Linked DNA regions of Mus musculus: region 1 is linked to region 2. A link is a contact called in public HiChIP or PLAC-seq data. All regions are on one chromosome and are shown on one strand. Each heading gives the region's core, a stretch centred on a gene start, on an enhancer-like site or on the middle of the called end of the contact. The rest is flanking DNA. Distances are from core to core; before and after follow the strand shown. Region 1 overlaps Sh3bp4 (SH3-domain binding protein 4). Region 2 has its middle 86 kb from the start of Platr5.

The links. HiChIP or PLAC-seq counts read pairs in DNA pulled down with a chosen protein or histone mark.
Region 1: a contact with region 2 is called in an H3K27ac HiChIP or PLAC-seq map of embryonic stem cells, with 4 times the contacts expected there. The contact joins two enhancer-like sites. A contact is called at or near these places in 1 of 484 Hi-C or Micro-C datasets (embryonic stem cells) and 6 of 115 datasets of contacts at active chromatin or transcription factors (differentiating embryonic stem cells, embryonic basal ganglia, embryonic stem cells and 2 more).

Annotation. Positions count from the first base shown.
Region 1 is chr1:89,090,155-89,094,904 of GRCm38.p6, forward strand. The region is part of intron 1 of Sh3bp4 (SH3-domain binding protein 4); the gene reads left to right. Among named protein-coding and RNA genes, the nearest start is that of Gm34331, 11 kb to the right of the region's middle. Within about 2 kb of position 2,762, at least 101 of the 459 cell types and tissues checked have an H3K27ac peak or open chromatin away from gene starts, as enhancers often do. A contact at or near this core is called in differentiating embryonic stem cells and embryonic stem cells, where this site is marked.
Region 2 is chr1:88,838,122-88,842,863 of GRCm38.p6, forward strand. No RefSeq gene overlaps it. Among named protein-coding and RNA genes, the nearest start is that of Platr5, 86 kb to the left of the region's middle. Within about 2 kb of position 2,165, at least 83 of the 459 cell types and tissues checked have an H3K27ac peak or open chromatin away from gene starts, as enhancers often do. A contact at or near this core is called in differentiating embryonic stem cells and embryonic stem cells, where this site is marked.

The DNA of each region.
Region 1 (4,750 bases), core at 1,512-4,011, 250 kb after region 2:
AACAAAAACGAAGGCCTGAGTATAGTGGTGGAGACTTGAAGGAGTTTCACTCCCTGGGCTGCCATGCACTGTGGTCACAGACATGTAGTGTCCCAGCTAACCCGTAGCAGTTCCTCCTCTGATTCTTCTGTTTGTACACACCCTTCTTCAACGCACACACAAGTGTTTAACTCCCAAGACCTGGGCTCGCTCTGTATGCCGACTAACCCCATCTGACTTAGCAGGTGCTTTGATGCGCCTCCCTTTGTGAAAAACCACAAGGACCGCGTTCACCTGTTCGTTGGCTCAGCTAGTATCTGAGGTGTGAGGGGCAGACACAAATGCCCCTCTGAGCCCCCCACCAGACCCCGGGCCCCTTCACAGAGGCTCAAGTCATCCGGTTCATGCGACACTCCGTGGTGAACCCTCCTAGCCTCCTTCCTCATTGCAGACTGGTGTCTCTCCTCGAGCCTGTTTTGGGAGTGTTTGATTGGACACTCTTACACACAGAATGCAGCTTTGTGTGACTCCTAGCTTCCGGCAGTCAACTGGTGTTTTCAGTTGCCAGAGATGCACAGACACCCCAACAAGAAGATGCTTCAGGGTCCAAGCGAGTCTTATAGCTGTGGCGCCTGTAGTTAAGACAGGTGGGGCGATCCTTGAGTACACTCACCCCACCTGGGAGGAGCAACCTCGCCTCAGAGAAGAATCCGAGGCCGCTGTTGAGGTTTAGCAAGGAGGGCAAAGAGGATTTCCGGGCAGTGGTGTGGGCTTGAGCTGGCCTGGTTCTCTTTCTGAGCAAGATAAACAGTAATGAGGGATGCCCAGCAGGAACAAGCTGAATTTTCGGAGGCTCTCAGTGGCTGTTGTCACTGCCATGCAAGGGACCAAGGAAGGTGACCCCCTAAACATATAGACAGAATGCAGGACATCAGTGTGGTCATTGAAGAGTCACAAACAGAGAGCTCTCGTCCAGACTTACACAGCCACTGCTGGCACAGACCGACTTCAGCCTGTCCTTCCTGTCCCCCTGTTTCAGATGTAGTGTTCTTCTAAAATATTTTAAATTTTAATTTTTTTATGCCTATGAGTATTTTTTTTTCCTGCATGAGTGTGACTGGTGTTGATGGAGACCAAAGCAGGGCATTAGATTCCCTGCAGTGAGAACTACAGATGGTTGTGAGCTGCCATGTAGTTGCTGGGAATCAAACCCTGGTCCTCTGAAACAGCACCAAACGCTGAGGCATCCATTGAGCTCAGTCAGTCCGTTTATCTGGTGGATCTTAAGTAATGCGGAGAGCTATTCCCGACCTTGTTGTGTTGTCGACCATCCTCTGCTTGTTTACATTTGTACCACACAGAGTTCACTCTCATGGTCTCTCCTGTCTCTGGCTGCCTCTTATAAGATTAGTTCCTCTGAAGATATTAGATCCTCAGACTGGATGCATGCACAAGTTGAAAGCAGGAGGAGCAGAAGTTCAAGGCCATCCTAAGCTATATAGGGAGATTGAGGCCAGCCTGGGCTACATGAATCTCTGTGTCAAGTCAAAACAAAACACAACAAAAGGTGAGTGTCTCTCTGTGGTTAGGTGAGTGAACTTGCTTAATAACTCGTTGGCTTTGTTCACAAACTCCCCTGAGGTGGGACGAGGGTGGTCTCGTACAGGCACAGCAAGGAAGCCACAAACCACTATTAGCTCCAACCAGGTGATCAGGTTGAACCTTGATGAGACCCTGACCTTGTTTGAGAGAGAGGCTTAGACCCCAGAAGATGGTGTCTTCGCTCAGCTAAACCAACCCTGCTTCCTGAGCCACTGAAATGGAGAAATGTCCAACCTTTGTTATCTGTGGTCATTTGCTGTGCAGAGCTGGGTTCCTTTTGACCCACCAGGCTGTCCTTGGGTTCACCTGTGTGAATTATCCCCACCTTTGCTGTGGGGATTTTTGAAGCAGGACTACCTGTAGGATGGTAGAATGTGACAGGGAAGCGCTTTGTCTGCCCCAGCATGCAAACTGCCAGTGGAAATCGGATCCTCTGCACACACCTCCCCCCACCCCCACCAGCTATTCCTCTGCATCAAGCTCCACACTGACCACCTTGTGATATTGGAGCTGGTCCGCCCGGGGTGATGTGTATCTGATAGACTTTCAATGCAGGTACATCTGCCTCCCCTCCCCCAGACTCATGTTATTATTCTCCTTTGTTCCAACTAGATTTTTTACATGGTTTCGGTTCACTTTTCTTACTGGATCCTACAAAGTCTTGGAATTTACTAGAACTAGGCAAAACGCGCTGGTTCTTAGAGTGTTCTTTCACTGCGGGGGGGGGGGGCACTCCACCGTGCAAGGCTTTAAAACAGAATGAGACTCCTTGGAACCCTTCTGTCCCAGGGGATGCTTGGCAGGATTGTTTTCTAGGTTTTCCCGGCCATGACCTGAGTGCTCAGGCCCTGGACTCCACTCTGGCTGGAGTAGAGTGATGTTTGTGGTGCATCCTCCTTTGAGAAGGCCTGCCTGAGAGCTGCTTTTTCTCTGGGCTCCCTGGAGGTGGCTGCAAAGGAATGTGGGCCCCTGGCTGAGTGTTCCAAACGCGCGCGCGCGCGCGCGCGCACACACACACACACACACACACACACATTCCTGGAGCAAAGTTAAAATTAGAAAAAAAGCTGCCACATTTCCTGCCATTCAGGCAGTCGCTGGTGTTTGTTTGCACAAAGGTTCTTCGGTAACAATCTGGAGTGGGTTTGGGAGGATGGAGCGGTTGAAGTCATGATTTTCAGGAGGGAGGTGAGCGGTTTCCATGGCGACCTTTGTTGTGGGCGTCACCCAGCTTTTGAGTCCCTGCACAATGATACTGGAATGGAAAAATGCTGTCAAACAACTCCTTTTGATAGTTCACAAGAAAAATTTAATTTTACTTGTTTCTTTCTAGAAGGCAGATGCAAAGGGGAATGAGCACAGCTGACTGCCCCTCTTTTTAAATGACCTTTAGCCTCCACTTTCTACCTACGCTGGGGTGGGGGGCACCATCCCTAATGTACTTGTCAACCAGAATCCTCCAGGTTCAGCAACTTGTCTGCACCTAGGGTATGAGAACCTAAGTCTGTGTCCATACTGTGAACACCCAGCCATCATCTTTGCAATAGTGCCTGCTAGAATCCAGAGGCTTCCTCGTGCACAAGAGATCAGGACAAAGGTCTTGTCTCAGAGAACACTTTTCCTGGAGATACAGGGACAAGGGGGAGGTGCGTTTGTGCAAGAAGGAGAGGCAAGTGAGGCTGGGAGGGGGTTGGGCAGTAAACTAAGTTTGCTAGAGTGTGCATCCCGAAAGATACCCAAGCCCTAGTGTCTGTGACCATTACCTATTAGAGCAAAGGGGCCTTTGCAGATGGGAGGAGCCTGGGGTGTCAGGATTTCTTGGTATTTTCATTAATAAAGAACTGATAAAGAAGAGATTCAAGAGCCTCCCGCCAGCATCATTGGGTGCTGAGATCCCTGGGAGAGACAGAAAACCAGAGAGTCTAGGATAGGGCAAGGTTGTTCTTTTCATCTAGCAGGGTGGCTAGATGAATTCCTTTTAGGGGCGACCCTACCACCGATTACCTTCTGCTAGGCCCCACCTCTTAGAGAATTTACCTTTTCTTAACATCTCCAGTCTGGGAGACTTAAGGTTTCAGCATTCAGACCATGTCCAGGCCGTACCATGCATGGTTCCTACTTCTGCCCTACATGCAAACACATGTGTCTTTGTAAGAGGTGGTGGAGGGAGGTTCAACCACAGGAACTGATGACAGATACGGACTAAATGAGTGTGCTTTGGGTACCAGAGGCAGGGAGATTGGTAAACTCGAGAAGCTAAAAAAGGGCAGAGAAAGGATTTGTAAGTCTAACCCTCCCTGTTCACCCTGTCTCCTTGGCTATCTCCTTGGCTTTACCCCATAAGATTGGGTTCAGATTTCTAGCCCCTAAAACTACATGGGATAAACCTGTGCTATAGCAGCAATAGGAGAGACAGGAGTGTGGGAATCCAAAGACGTGACCACTACACAGAGCCTTCCTTCCTTCCATACTGTGCGCTTCCCTGCGGATTAGCCTAGGATCATGGCACCTGCATTAGTATCCAGACCTAGCTGACAGCCCCAATCCCATCACCTCTGGTGATCTTTAACCTGGGAGTGATCCATGGTGATTGTATATATTATTGACGAAAAACCATCTCTTGGAGTACAGGCGACACTTGCTCTCTCACCTCCGATTTAGCAGGGGTATAAATGTGTTGTATTAATGGAACAAAATATTTGCATGACTTTTTAAATTGGTGTGTGTGTGTGTGTGTGTGTGTGTGTGTGTGTGTGTGTGTGCACCAACAATACAGAGTCACCCTCCAGCATTGACTAGAACCAGCCAGGAGTGCTGTTTTGTGTGTGTATATCAGCCTTGTTTGTGTCTTGGCAAAAAGCCAACCCAGTGACCTAGAGCCAGCTGTACATTTCCCATCTGTTCCAGACTGCGACCCCCCCACCCCCACCCCCAGAGGCAGAGCCTGGTATTTTAGATGGTGACTTCTCTCAGGAACAGGGTTTGGGGCACCAGGAAGATGAGGTGAGAGAGGAAAACAGCAAGAGGTGAACTGCTGAACGAGTGACCTTGTGGACACGGAGGCTGCACGGGTCTGGGACCTTCTTGAGGAGCTGTGAGACCATACCTGGGAGTTGTTCCTGGAGGGAGGGAGCATGGATCCTAGGGTTTCTTTGGGGTGTTTACTGAG
Region 2 (4,742 bases), core at 915-3,414:
CCCTTCTCAGCCCTGAGACTACTGGAGGCTTAGCAGGTGGTACTGGGGTTTCAGAGTTTTCTGTATATCCTCGGGATGCAGGCTTCTCTTGGTGGTCCCATGCTGAAAGACAGCAGAAAAAGGTTGGAATGCGGTTCTTCCTGACTCTACTGGCCCAGTGTGCCCTCATCATCTTGCCCCCTTCTTCACAAATACCAATAGGCTACCACCTATATCCCAGAACCCCAAACCCAACTTGCTACCCATTCCTAGGCAGGAGGATGAGGGGGCTGCTGTAGGACGTAGCCTCAGATCCATGGTACCAGAATTAAAGCTGTGGCCAGTCCTCTCTCCTGGTGACTCAAAGGTGCTTTTCGTTGTTCATTTGTCTGTCGGCAAAAGTGAAGCAAGATAAAAGTTCTCACCAAGATGAAGAAGCTACAATCCATCCCGGCTTAGACTTTTTAAAGTGTCTCATAGGAGCTTTGCATGCCAATCAGCTTATCATCCAAATTGCAACATTGTTTTCTGTGTACTCCTCCCCATTCCCCAGCATTACTCATGGGGACAAAAACAAAACAAAACAAAACAAAAAAACAAAAAACAAATCCACACCAGCTGCTAAATCAAGCATGCTCCGGCAGCATTCATCCCAATACATACCAGGGATGCTAGCCAGAGAGACACCCACCCAGACGTTCCCTAGGCGACCCCAGAATGACACTGCAGTTCTTAGAGCACAGCACAGCCCACACTGAGGTGGTCCTTTGTGCTTCTCCATGTGTGTGAATAGCAGAGTCCCCTGAGGCAGGTTCCCTGGGCCATTTGTACGAAGAGGGGGCACATTCCCACAGCTCCCGGCTCTTCACTGTTCCCCGTTTCATCCCAGGGTCATGTGGCAGGCAATTCTTTTATGATTGTCTTTTCTCTGCACTGAATGGTGCCAGAGCGTCTCCCATCGATCTGACTGAGTTAGGAGAACAGCATGTATAGAGTTGGAACCAGCTTTAGGATAGATCAGTTTTCATCAGTCTCTCAGTCTCTCATAGGAGAAGGAGCACCGGCTCTCCATCAATCCTCAGAAGAGGGCAAAGAGATGTCCATTCCTATCCGGATAAAGTGTTGATATGTGTGCTCTTTAAGTGGACGGAGAGGAATTCTGCTTCCAGTCTCCAGAGTAACACTAACCAACCCTGGGCTTCGGCATCCTTCAGGAAGACTGGGTGAAGGATGGAGTCTTTGGAAAGAGCCCATTACTATATGTAGCTGTCATCATGTTCATGACCAGTCCTTAACTCTAAGCTAAGCTTGTACTTGGTTTGCACTAGGTTGAAACCCTGGAATAAAAAAAAAAAAAAAAAAAAAAAGCTTTGGGGGAAGGGAGTCTCAGGAGTAGCCAGAGATCATTAGTTTCCAAAGCTGTCTGTTGTGCTTTCTCCTTATGCCAAATCCTACACACCTGTGTCCTGCAGCAAAGCCAAGGCTGCTTAGGGAGCAGCAGGAGCAGGTGGGGGTGCCCCCAGGCTGTCCTGCACCTCCCTCCACGATGTTCTGAAAGGATTGTTTACTCCTGCAAGCAGAAGCAAGCTGCTAAATAAATTCAGTTGTCTCCTCTGAAACACCTGGGGCATTTGCTATGAATACAAACTACCGGGGCTGCACCTCCCCTGAGGCTCAGGGGGCCTGGGTGGGGCCCAGGACTCTGAATACTGAAAGCACCTTGGTGGATGGCAGCTGGGCAAAATCCGTCCAGCTCCAGGCACTGGCATCTTAAAGAAAAAAGAGGAACCTGAAGAAGACCTAACTCAGTTGCTTTGCTTTCTGAAGAAAAGACTTTGATTGAGAGAGGGGAGGGGTGGAAGGGAAGAGAGAGAGAAGGGAGTGGTTGAGAGGGAGTATGTGATCAGTAGGGTGGACCCCAGAGGAGACCATCTTTTTGGCAGAGAATCCACGGTCTGCACTGCTAAAGTAAGAAGCCAGGGGTGTGTTTCTATGAAAGGCTCGAAACAAATAAACTTACAATGAAGAAAAGCAGAGGCAGGATTTGTGTCATGGGTACAGAAAGAACCTCTGTGCAGGGAAGGCGGCTTTGAAAAAGCAAATGTTAGTGAAAGATGCTATACATTAGAGGAAGCTCCCGGGGCAAATCCAGCTGAGAGCACAAGGCCCCTTCTGTCCAGCCATCTGCAATCCCTGTCTGGATGCCCACACAGAGCAGGGAGTGTGAGGCCTAATGGCTTTGGGGCTCAAATGAAAAGGAAACAAAGCGATTCCGGAACAAAAGGACTGCAGTCTGAAAGCAGTCTTGGGAGAAAGGGCTCTGTTGAAGAGCATTCCTTCCAAATGGCACCAAATCGGGGCACACAGCTAACTCACTGTGGAGACTCTCCCTCGGACTCACTTCTCTAAGCTCCTGGATCAGGAGGGGCTTGGGTAGGCTCAGGAGACTCCCTGTGAGTTGCCAGGGGTACTAGAGGGAAAGTGAGGATACCCTTGGAGTTACAGCCTCTGATCCCCAGAGATCGCCCACAGGCCGGGCACCCTCCTCAGTCCCGCTGAACCAGAGTTATTAGGATCAGAGCCTGGGCCTAGAAGCCCTAAGAGGGCAGGCTTTACCTCTACGCCCATCACTGGTAGCCTGAAAAGGTGACAGGAGACAAGCGCTTCCTCCCACCAGTACTAAGCTCCCAGCCTTCTTTTTTTTTATTTTTTTATTTTTATTTATTTATTTATTTATTTATCAGTGAGGGATTCCTGGGAAATTTTGATTTGAGAGATTCCATTGTCTCAAGAGTCTGGTAGCCAAAGGGAGGAGTATGTATGTCCTCCTAGAATATCTTTCCTCTTGCCAGGGACGTTGCAGGAGGATCCAGAGCAGAGCAGAGGTCTTGAATCATCTGCCTGTGGCGTTTGACGGAGATTCCTGGCAGAAAGTGGAGCTCTCTAAAGGCTAATACGTAATCATTATTCCTGAGACTCTGGACCTTCCCAGAGCCTTTCTACTGATTGCCTTTTGAAGAGTTGTTGATAGACAGAAGAAGCAGGGTCTCTCTGGACTCTTCCCCCACAGTCCAAGTCATTGGTAGATCATCAAACAGGGTCCGAGCTCTCCAACCATGTGGGAAATACTGAAAGCACCTTGGTGGATGGCAGTGTACTTAGCTCTGGATTTCTAATTATATATCCCACCATGTAACAACAGTACCGAGTCCAGGAGATTTGCCCACAGGTAATGACACAGCTGAGATAAGAGCTCAGGCACCCTGACTCACATGGCCCAGGATTCCTGCTACATCAGCAAATTTCTGAATTACGGGATTTTTTTTCCCCCTTGAGTAGTCAAATGACATTTAATCTTTTCCCGTGCTTGATGAGATGGGTTGAATGAGAAATGTTTCTTGTAGGCTTTTTGTATTTGAGTATTTGGTCCCCATTTGGTGGTGGTGTTTCGGCGGGGGGGGGGGGGGGGGGGGGAAGGGTGGCATGTATCATGGAACCTTTAGAAAGGCAGAGCCTTGCTGGAGAAGGTACATCACTAGGGGCGGGTTCTGGGCATTTATAGCCCCCACCCATCTCCAGTTCATTCTCTCAGCTTCATGTGTCTGATAGAAGATGTGATCTTACAGCTTCACGCTCCAGCTGCCTATTATTGTCACCCCTCACCCTAAGCCCCCACCCCCGCATGTTATACATTCCTCTTCTGCTACATAAACCAAAATAAATTCTTTCTTCCATCATTTGGTCATAACGTTTTATCATCCAACAAAGAAGTAACTAAGACACTTAGAGTTTTCTGGAAATATTTAGTTAAGTCTCTACAATTACACTTTACAATGCTCCCACCCCACCTCCAACCCCTACTGCTTTGCAAAACCCTCCTGAGTATGGGCAGAACCCGAGAGTTGTCTATCAATATTGACACATGCAAAAGGTGACCGGTGAGCCTCTCTTCAGTAGGCCTCGCTGGTATGGGAAAAGAGAAGGGATTGTCAGGGAAGACCTTGACTTGACAAGGAAAGAGAAACCAGAAAAAGTATCCTGTTGATCCTTTGGATAGATAACCATCCCAAATTCACTTGACCTACAAACCTTGAAAGAATACTACCTGATCTTTTCCTGCACTCAAGCCTGTCCTAAATTTAAACGAGGGGACTAAAAAGTGGCCTCCAGAGGGAAATATCAATCATAGTTATTATCTTTTTATAGAAAGGTTGATACTCATTAATTTTTTTTCAGATTGCCTGCTTCCACTTGCAAGCACACATGAACTGATTTTGGGTACAGGCTTTCAAGCAATTTATCAGCACACATGGGAGTGGGGAGGAATCTCAAGTTAGGCCCTGGAAAAGGCAGGTATTTCCATTGGCTTAATACTCTTTGATGATGGGTGCTGGTTGCCTTGAGTCCGTGACCTTACAAAATTTAAAGCCATCAGAGGGGGACACTTTAACACTGATAACACTCTAAAAGGGGGAAAAGACTGTCTTCTGTCTCTTTTCAACCCCTGTTCCCACTGCAGAACACATCAGAGCAGGCAATGGCAGCTTGACTTGACAAATCTATGCATGTTGTTAGCAGGGTAGTGCTTTGGGACCAGCTGGTCACCACGGGATGCCACCACCCAGTGTCCTGAACTCCTTCTCTTTCTCTGTTTTTCCAGGGCCGGGAGAACAACTGCTTGCTCTCCTCATCTTTATAGAACAAACACATACATTACATTAGTTAAGTTGGCCATGCTAACTCTGGAGATGGGAATTTAGCCC